3 separate regions of the Mus musculus genome follow, and all the other regions are linked to region 2. A link is a contact called in public Hi-C data. All regions are on one chromosome and are shown on one strand. The core of a region is the stretch at or near the end of the contact, and the rest is flanking DNA. Distances in the headings are between cores, read along the strand shown. Region 1 holds the start of Armc1 (armadillo repeat containing 1). Region 2 holds the start of Nceh1 (neutral cholesterol ester hydrolase 1). Region 3 holds the start of Hltf (helicase-like transcription factor).

Region 1 (3,092 bases), core at 139-2,638, 8.0 Mb after region 2:
CTGAGTCACCTTTTATTAGAATATTGGGCAAGTCTTCACTTACTCAGCCAGATAGGTTGTGCTGTACTGGGTATGCCCCTTGGACTTAGTATATTTACTTTTTTTTTTTTTTTTTCCTGCTTTCTACATTCACTGTTTTTAATTTAGGCTCAATGTTCTCTTACCACTAATCCCTGTCTTGGCTTTGTGAATAAAGCACACAGACTGGCTTTTGCCTGTAGGTGAGATGGTTATTTAGAGTCTTGTTCTTGTTTTCTACCAAGCTTTACTTTGGACTTGTTTTCATTTTGGGTTTTAATAATAAGATAACCAAGAGCACGGGAACATTAAGAAACTCAAGAGATGGACTCTTTTGTTCTTCTTCTTCTTCTTCTTTTTTTTTCTTTTTAAGTCAAGGTTTCTGTGAAGCTTTAGTTAGCCTAAACTGGGCTTGAACTTGAAATGGTCTGCCTTCAGCCTTTACCTACTTAGTGCTCAGATTCCGCCGTGGCGGTCTGGTTTATAAATTCACTTACAAAATATTGGAGATAATAGCGTAGAATACAGTCCGGTGTGGTGTCTTCCACATCCTTTCCAAATTAAAGCCCTTTCAAATTCCTTGTAACAAGAATAACAACAAAGTCCCTGTAACTTTAATGTATGAGCAACACGTCAGAATAAGATTGTAGAAACGAAGATCAAAAAGGAGTGTGGATGGATGTATTATTTTCAGATTAGCCTGCGAGACTTGGATAACAATTTCAGAAATACTTTGGAAAATAAAACGTACCTAGAGCAACTCCTCGGTAACTAGTATCGATAAAACAAGTATGTCTTTACTTTGATAAATAGAAAACAGCATTAACAAAACTTCATGATGAACTGGAGAACTCTCTTAACACAAGTCTCTGACAAGAGAAAAGACAAAATTCTTTTCAATGTCAAATCACTTAGGCCAACCCAACAAAAGCACTTCGCATCCCTCGCTTTGCTAGAAAGCAGCACTGAAAAGAAATGAACGAAATCCAGAGAGGCCAAACAGTGTCGACGTTCATAGTAAAAACTACAAAAAAACGTCCGAAGATTCTGGGTAAAGACGCACAGACGTGGATGAAGGGTTACAGGTTGTTTTATCAGACCTGGAAGACTTGCTGAAGATAAACTATTCTGTTCGCGTGTCTGCACACAGAAGCAGAAGCCCTTCCTGCCGCGGGAACCCTGGGAATTGTAGTCGCGGAGCCACGATGGCTGTAAATTTGTTTAGCACTCCGTGGACGGCGAGCCCTTGGTTCCAATTCAGTGTTCTGGGTCCTCATAGGTCCGGTCTAGCTCACCAATGAGCTACTAGGTTTGAGAACATCCCGCCTCTGGTTGGGTGTCCTTCCTCACGTTGCTTCATTTTCAGCCAATGGGATAATAAAGCCAGCAGAGGTGACAGGGTCACCGCGGAGCCTGCAGCTCCTCCGCCGCCAGCGACTCAGCCCTGTGGTTCTTTGAGTCGGGCCGTGGCTCGGGGTCTTCGCCGCCCGTTGTCCGCCGTGGTGGGTGCGGCTCTGATGCTGCGGCAGGCTCCGGACGCCCGGAGCTCTGGAGGGTACGTAGCCGGGGCCGAGGTGGGGCCGAGGGGCCGCTGCTGCGCGGGCCGGCCGCTGCGCCCGCCTCCTGCCGGCATCCCGCGGGCTGCCTCGGACGGCTCCGGACGTGCTCTTCTCTCCTCTTCCTTCTGACCAGCCAGCCCGCCCTACGAGTAGCGGGTGTCCATGTCGCGGCGTTCTTTCTGTAAATCTGCGAGCCTCTGCGCGCAGGCCTCCATTCAAGAGAAACTCGTGTACACAGGTGGTGGGCATTTGTGCACTTAGCTGCTCCTTTGGTGATACTGTCTCCTCAGCGCTTGCAGTAGAAGTTTCCCACTGGGTTAGTTCTGTGCTTGCATGGTACTTGCCAGACATTTTACTGTCTTGCCTTTTTTTTTTCCCACCCTGTTACCCGCTCAAAACTGCTACCTGAAGAAACTGAGGCTTGGAGACGGTAATTCAATTCCAAAAGAGTTACAGTTATAATTGCAAGGAGAAGCCAGATCGGGTCTCGGCGTTTGATAGTGGTAGTTGCTTTTCAACCCGGCTTAATCATTAAGGATTTAGGATAAGTGTGTGCCCGCAGCAGCTCTTAGCACGTGAGGGCTAAATACTTCTATTAACTAAGTGGTGATTCTTAGCTATAAGAAAAGGAATACCTTTCTGACATCTGCCCAGACACTGATGTCTCGCGTGTCTCTAACTCCGTGCTTCAAGACTTCTTGCCCGTTGGCATCCTCATCTGGAAGCTGGTTGGACATCTCAGATTCCCAGACCCACTTACACCCACTGAGCTTGAACTTACTTTTGGCAAGGTCCCTTAGGTGATCGCAGTGTCCTTAAAGTTTGCGAAGGGTTCTGTTTGTCAACATAGAGCCAAGGAAGAGAAAATAAGTTTGGGTCGTGATGGTATGCCTTTAATCCCTGCTTTGGTAGCTATTGGCAGGCAGATCCCTCCTAGTTTCAGGCTCATCTCAACTACATAGGTCAGCCAGAGCTAAGTAAGGAGAAGAAAAAGTAAAGGCATACGTCCTATGCACTGTGACCTCTACTCAGACTGAGATACAGAAAAATGAGAACAAAGCTTTTGTCATTTGCACGACGTTTCCCTTTTCAGAAAATGAATGTGTCTCTTGAGAGTTTTAACTTAGCCGTCCCAACTCTTAAAGTAGACATCAATGTTAACTGTTTCATAATTGTCTTGTAATTGACACCAGGTGCGGGCTTTGGAAGTAAAAGAGCAAATTAAGACAAAGGGGATGCTGATTTACTGTTGCTGGCTAGTTAGATTAAAAGAACCTTGTGCTCTTTATATTCAGTTTGGCAAGGTCTGTGTAAGCCCCACCCCCAGTTTCTTCCATTTGTCGTGAAGATCTTCCCGTTAGTTTTTTGTTGTTTTTTGTTTGTTTGTTTGTTTTTTGTTTGTTTTGGAAGGAAGGGTAGAATTGCTGCTACTCCCAGTTTTCCCAGTTTATTCATTTGGTTATTTGATAATAAAGCTGAAACAAACTGCCAGACTCACTTATCCTAATTCCCAAT
Region 2 (3,241 bases), core at 487-2,986:
GTTCAAGACTAGTCTGTGCTACACACAGAGTCCAGGTAGAACTACACACTGAGACTCTGTCTACAAAACAAAGAGAGAGAGAGAGACCAGCTGGAGCTTATGGGTTAAGAGCACTGGCCCTGGGTTCATTCCCAGCACCCACACAGAGGCTTACAACCCCTTTAACTACAGTCCCAATATCCCCTTCTGGTCTCTGTGGGCACTCCACCCACGTGGTACACTGAGATACACGTGTGCAAAACACCCATACATAAAAATTGATTTTAAAAATTTAATGCGTGTTCATATATCTTATTAAAAAGAAGGAGAAAAAAAAAAAGAGCAGGTAGGTAGCAGCACATGCCTCTCAGAGTTCCTGGGGCAGCTGCAGTCAAGTTAGAGGCTAGCCTGGTCTACAGAGCAAGTTCCAGTATAGCCAGGGTTATAAAGAAACTTTGTCTTGAAAAAACAAAACAAACAGTATTAAGGCTCAGTGTTGGGCAGAGGTGGAGGGTGGCTTGATTGTGGAGAAGCGCTGGGAACCTGCATATCTCTGACTACTCAAAAATACGATGCAGTCATGGCGTTCAGCCTTAGCTGCAGACTGCGCTTCTGATACTAAAAGCAATCCTCCTATCATGGAATAAACCAATGACACTGTCCTCCCCACGGGGGAGCAATGTGCAGGAGCAGGATACAGTGCAGAGAAATGCCACCCTGCAGGTTAAAAGAAGGCCACACCGCTCCGGCTCAGGCCAAGGTTATCTCCCAGACATCGAAGGACGCAAAACAAATGCCACAAGAAAACAGCCTTCAAACAGGGACCGTTACAGCCCTCCGGGATTGCTAGTCTCCCGGCCTTCTTTTCTTCCGCTGAGCTGAGAAATGCCAGGGAGAGAACCGAAGGTCAGAGCGGTTCCTCCTAGCCTGCGATCCCCAGAAGGAGCGCTAAGGCCTGGGGACGTTAGGAGACTGCCTGTGCCCGCTTCTGCTCACCGGTGAATCACAATCCCCTTAGCAAAAAAAAAAAAAATTAACTCCTCCTTTGCAAGCCAGTGGGACAACAGAGGTGGGGGCGAGGTGGTTTATAAATTACCAAAGGCTCTGGCTCAAGACACAGCGAACCAAGAAAGCAGGGGAGCTAATTAGGTCCTAGGAAAGGTTAAACAGCTGTCAGAGACGCCAGGCGAGGAGAACTTCACCTGTTTCCACTCCTATCTGCCTGTGGACTTCAAGGATGCGAACAGGACATCCTCGGTGCCCGGGCTAGGGGTCCTGGGGAATCGTGCACTCTGAGAAAACATGGGTGACACCGGGTGCCCCCACTGCATTACACGGATGCAAACACGACACCCTCAGACCCCAGAGATCAGAAGAAGCAGGGAGAGGCAGATGCGCGTTCACGGAAACACGGGATATCCCTATTGCAGGACAAGGATGCAAATGTGACATCCTCAAAGGGCCCATGGGCAACCGGGATAAGCGATGGGGGTTTCGTTTAGAGGAGCAAGGACGAGACGGGGCATCCCCTTTCGCTCTGCTCACCACTTGCTGCGCGCCGCGGAAAGTGGCGTCCAGCAGCATCAGTTTCCAGGGGTCGGACACCGCGCTGGGCAGTGGGATGTACACGTAGTAGGCAGCCAGAGCCAGCAGAGCGGCCAGTAGGACGCATGACGACCTCATTGTCCCCAGGCCGGGCTGTCCGGAGCTGACCGCGGTACGGTGCGATGCTACCCGGAGAAGACCAGCAAGTTTCTGCCAGCCGCAGCTGCTGTTTCACGTGTTCCTCCTCAGGCTGCGAGCCAATCACAGGCTGCGTCGGGAGGAAGTGGGAGCGCGGATGTGCCCCCTCCGCGGTGTCCTTGCGAATAGCTGCGGGCTCGCCAGGTTGCAGGAAGCAGGGTGGTGCAGCCCGGAGGACACACAGCAACCAGCAACCCCTGGCGGACACTGTGAGTATGACTGCCTGCGATGCCAAGCTGCCTCTGAAGGTGTGGCAAAAGGGGTTCCGGGTCAGCCTGAGCTACCAGAAATAGTATCAGAAGAAAAACTAACAGTAACAAACAAACAATAAATCCGTTGGGTTTGGCACACTTAACTGTTATCCTTGGTCTTGAAAGGAGGAGACAGGATGAAGGCCAAGGTCATCTTGGACTGCATAACAAGTTTGAGTCCATACTGGGCTAGATGAGAAACCCTGCCTCAAGAAAACCAAAGTATCAGACAAACAAGCAAATAGAAAACTCAGATAGTTGCACTGTGCAACTTTCAAAGAATATAAAGCATCTGATCAAAACAAAGAGACTACTGCAAAAGATACCAAAACTCCTCTCGAGAGAAACACTTGATAAAGTCAGTAAGCGGTTTAAAAAGAGAGTTTCTGGCATGGTGGTGCACACAGCCTGGTTCACATTGTGAGTTCTAAGCCACCCATGGCTATATGGGGGGCATTGCACAACAAACACACAGATACACATACACACACACACACACACACACAGAGAGAGAGAGAGAGAGAGAGAGAGAGAGAGAGAGAGAGAACTAATACCTGATTTCTCATAGCTCATGCAATAAGGCCAGTGTTGGCTTCCAAATGCCCTCAGCTGGGCCTGGTGATAGCACCTGTAATCTCAGAATTGGGAAGGTGGAAACAGGAGGACCAGGATTTTGAAGCCAACCTGGGTTATATGAAACCTTGCTGGAAAAAAAAAATAATAGAAAAAAGGTCTGGGAATTCAGTTCAATGACAGAGTGCTTCTCCCCCCCCACACACACAAAGCCCTGGGGTTACTTCTCAGCACCATATATAATCAGTAAAGCAAAGATCTTATCGTAAACTGTTTGTTTTTAATTATGTGATGTGTGTATCTCTGTGTGGAAATGTGCACAGGAGAGCAAGTGTTTGTGGATGCCAGAAGAGAGCACGGGATTCCCTGGATCCTGAGCGGCCTGACATGGGCGCAGGGAACTGGACTCTGGTCCTTCGCAAAACCTTTGAAAAGTGAACACTTAGCTACCAAGCCATTTCTCCACCGCCAAGTGGCTGCTGTTGTTTTAAGAAACTACAGTGATTCTTGATGCTTCCTTCATAGCTTGGAAAGGAGTTTTGTTGTTTTATTGTTTTCTTCTTGGTAATTTTTTTAATGATGCCACTTAAGATAAAGTAAAGCCCTTTCATCATCCTTCCTGTTATTTCAATTCACCACAAATAACACCAAGAACTACAAGAGCTGGAGAACAAGACCATGGACGGAGTTGACTC
Region 3 (3,262 bases), core at 696-3,195, 7.1 Mb after region 2:
GTGATACAACTGGTATTTGTTTTTACAGGACAAAAAGAAAAGAAAAGAAAAGAAAAGAAAAGAAAAGAAAAGAAAAGAAAAGAAAAGAAAAGAAAAGAAGAGAAGAGAAAGCAAGCAAAAATAGAAAATACTTGCTAACCATTGAATCTTATTCTCATTTTGTTAGAAACTTTCTCATAATAAATTAAATATCATTAGAATTATATTACTAAATAACAAAGATGCCCTTAATAAAGATTATTGTTCAAAGAAAATTATATATATATATATATATATTCTCAATCTGTCCATTTTCTTTCTCTCACACACATTTTCACATACATTCATTTCAGAGAACAGGAATACATAAGAAAGAACAAGGACTGTTTTTACTACAAAAATGAATAACCTAATGCAAAACATGATGGATTTGAAGTCATTTCTTAAATTTACCACGTTCCTCAGTAATCACAAGGACCAAATGTGTGGGCAAAAGTGCTTTATAAACTATAAGCATAGGAGAAAAGTAAGAAGTTAATCAGTTAGTCAAGGTATTTATGACTAGCCTTTCATTCAAAGTAAAACATTCATTGTATACATCACCTTTTACTATAACTTACTGTTAAAACCATAAACATACCATAATTTTATTATCTAATCTTTTACTTACAACTCCTGTGTAATAGCGTAGTCCAACAACTTGTCCTCTCATAGTTCCAAATAAAACCAAATCTTGCTCTTCATCACTCGTTAGGAAGTCATCTGGAGGAATAATGTCTTGGAATTCAAAATGTGGCAAGAAAGTTGAGTATGAAAGTCTTGGAATATTTTCGTGTGATCCATACTGGACAGACTGCGAATACTTCCAAACAGGACCCCTGTTTTAAAACAAAACAAAAAACCAAAAACAAAACAGGACTTGTTTTTCTTTTTTTGGTTTTTCGAGACAGAGTTTCTCTGTATAGCCCTGGCTGTCCTGGTCCCCTAACCCCTTCCCCTCTTCTCTTTCCTTTTCTGAAACTGGGTTTCTCTGTGTAGCCTTGGCTGTCCTACTCGCTCAGTAGACCAGGCTGGCCTCAAACTCAGAGATCCACCTGCCTCTCCCTCCCAGGTACTTGGCTACCACTGCCCGCTATGAAAATAACTTTAAATTTTAACATAAATGCATCCACAGCATCCTCTGCTTTAACTCCTTTGGAACAGAACACATTTTAAATCGAGCATCTAAATTGTGACACTATAGAGAACTGACCTTGAAGCCCCATTATTTTAAAGGATAGGGATAATTGTTGCAAAAATGGGCATGAAAACCACAGTAGATGATGAAAAGAGGTGTTTGCTGGAAGCCTCCTAGAAGATGTAGTTCTCCTAAAAACACACGGGGCTATCAAGTCGCGAGTTTCCCTCTCAGCTCCTCTGCAAATATGCTTTAGTGCGCTTTTGCATAGTGCCGGGAAATACAAGTTGGAAGCTGTTACCATAACAATGCCTAGCGAACAGTGGGATAACATTGGTGAATAAATCACCCCCCGCTTCCACCCCCCCCGCCACCCCCCCCCCCCCCCCCCGCCAAGCCCTTGACGCAGATTCTCCGAGGTCGCAGCCACTCTGGTCAGCCGCGACAATGCATTGGTGCCTCCAGGAGCAACACCGGCAAGCGACCCGCAGAAGGGATGCAAACTGCACCTATAAAGCGCCCGGGCGCGCACCTTCACTAGAATAGAGCGCAGAGCAATTGGCCTCACGCCCAGCCCCCCTCAGCCCTTCACCTCGTGAACGTATAGGACATGGCGCGGGGCGGGGTGACTTCGGGATGCCCTGGGCTCCCCAGATCTTCCCAGACAGCCTGATAAAGCTCCTCAAGGCGTCGTGGCCCAGGCGCCGGAATCCAAATCAGAACCGCCAGGCCGCGTCCGCCCGGTGAGACGTGTCCACACCACTCCTTCCTGCAACAGTCTGAGAAACCGGTGACGTTCTGCGATCGGCACCGCCAGGGCCCAATCCAAAGGAAGAGTCTACGAAGACCAACCAATCACAATACAAGAGGGTGGGGAGCTCCGCCCAGTGCTGCGATTCAAAGGCAGTGCGGCGCGTCCGGGTTCTACCTGGTTCTTCCGCAGTCCGAGACGCCTTGCACGGTAAAACATCGAGGCTTCTTGAGTGAGCCACAGGGCTCAAGGTTCTGACGGACTAGGGGGAAAGAGGTCTTCTAGCCACTGCCCTAACTCCTCAAGGATGTCCCCATAGGTCAGACGCTCCCTATCTGATGGAATGCCTAACAGGGCCTACTCCAGTAGGAGCCCTGGGTGGGATACCTGCATTTCCTCTGCTGAGCCCTGACTCTATTTATTCTTAGCGACCTCCGTGTATGCGAGACCCTGAGTTCTGGAAATCTGAATGAGAACTTACGAATTTCCTTCTCCCATCTCGCTTTTATTGTGTTTAAAGAAATTTTTTTCCCTTGGTAGAAGAAAGCCATAAAGTAATACAACCTTATAGCTCTTGCTGAAAAAGGCAGACTGGTCCAACATTAGTTGTAAGGTCCGAGGTGGTGGCTGGGGCTACGTGTGTTTTCTTAGGAAAATGAAGGAGGCACTATAAAGAAACTTTTTTTTTCTCTCTTTTTTTTTTTAATTAGGTATTTACTCGTTTACATTTCCAATGCTATCCCAAAAGTCCCCCATACCCACCCACTCCCCCTTTTTGGCCCTGGCGTTCCCCTGTACTGGGGCATATAAAGTTTATATGTTTATACTTTATAATCTAAAGGGACATTTCACTTTGGAGTTTTGTATGCAACAGTATCAGGCAAGGTAAAGGTAATTCCAGCATCTTGAAAGACCATAAAACTACTTTTGATGAAGCAGCCATTAACTGCTGCATCTTCTGCTGCACCAACAGTAGGAAGCTAAAGGTATTGCCCAGCCAAACATAATAGGGTGTGCTGTAAACCATCGGAATGTCTAGATGTGTTTGTAAACATTTTAAACACTGGAAGTCATCCTTCCTAGAGTGGTCCATTTTATGCTTCCATCAGCAGAGGATGAAAGGTGGTCAGTAAGATGTTTTAAGAGGCACATGTTCATTGTCTTAAATATTGATGATCTGTGAACTAAAAGTAAAATGTGACCATTTGAGGATTGTCTGCTGGAATGGCACCCTAGGGAATGCTATGATAAAAAGAAAGGAGAGAGAGAGAAGCAAAAACAAGAAAACTAACTTTAACAGTATTAAGAGACAATTTATGCTGGAGGCAAATATCAGTCATTGGCCTGGGAACACA

Evidence for each region. A called contact is a pair of places that touch in the nucleus more often than the background predicts.
Region 1: a Hi-C map of CD8 T cells shows a contact between it and region 2, with 5 times the contacts expected there. The contact joins the promoter of Armc1 here to the promoter of Nceh1 in region 2. A contact is called at or near these places in 1 of 39 promoter capture datasets (pre-B cells) and 1 of 484 Hi-C or Micro-C datasets (CD8 T cells).
Region 3: a Hi-C map of B cells shows a contact between it and region 2, with 7 read pairs. The contact joins the promoter of Hltf here to the promoter of Nceh1 in region 2. A contact is called at or near these places in 1 of 39 promoter capture datasets (pre-B cells) and 1 of 484 Hi-C or Micro-C datasets (B cells).

What each region holds. Positions count from the first base shown.
Region 1 is chr3:19,161,391-19,164,482 of GRCm38.p6, reverse strand. It overlaps Armc1 (armadillo repeat containing 1), which reads left to right and starts at 1,388. Exons shown (of 7, transcript NM_028840.3): 1 at 1,388-1,573.
Region 2 is chr3:27,181,499-27,184,739 of GRCm38.p6, reverse strand. It overlaps Nceh1 (neutral cholesterol ester hydrolase 1), which reads right to left and starts at 1,736. Exons shown (of 5, transcript NM_178772.3): 1 at 1,525-1,736. The coding sequence starts at 1,662.
Region 3 is chr3:20,056,494-20,059,755 of GRCm38.p6, reverse strand. It overlaps Hltf (helicase-like transcription factor), which reads right to left and starts at 1,945. Exons shown (of 25, transcript NM_009210.3): 1 at 1,749-1,945; 2 at 650-857. The coding sequence starts at 1,768.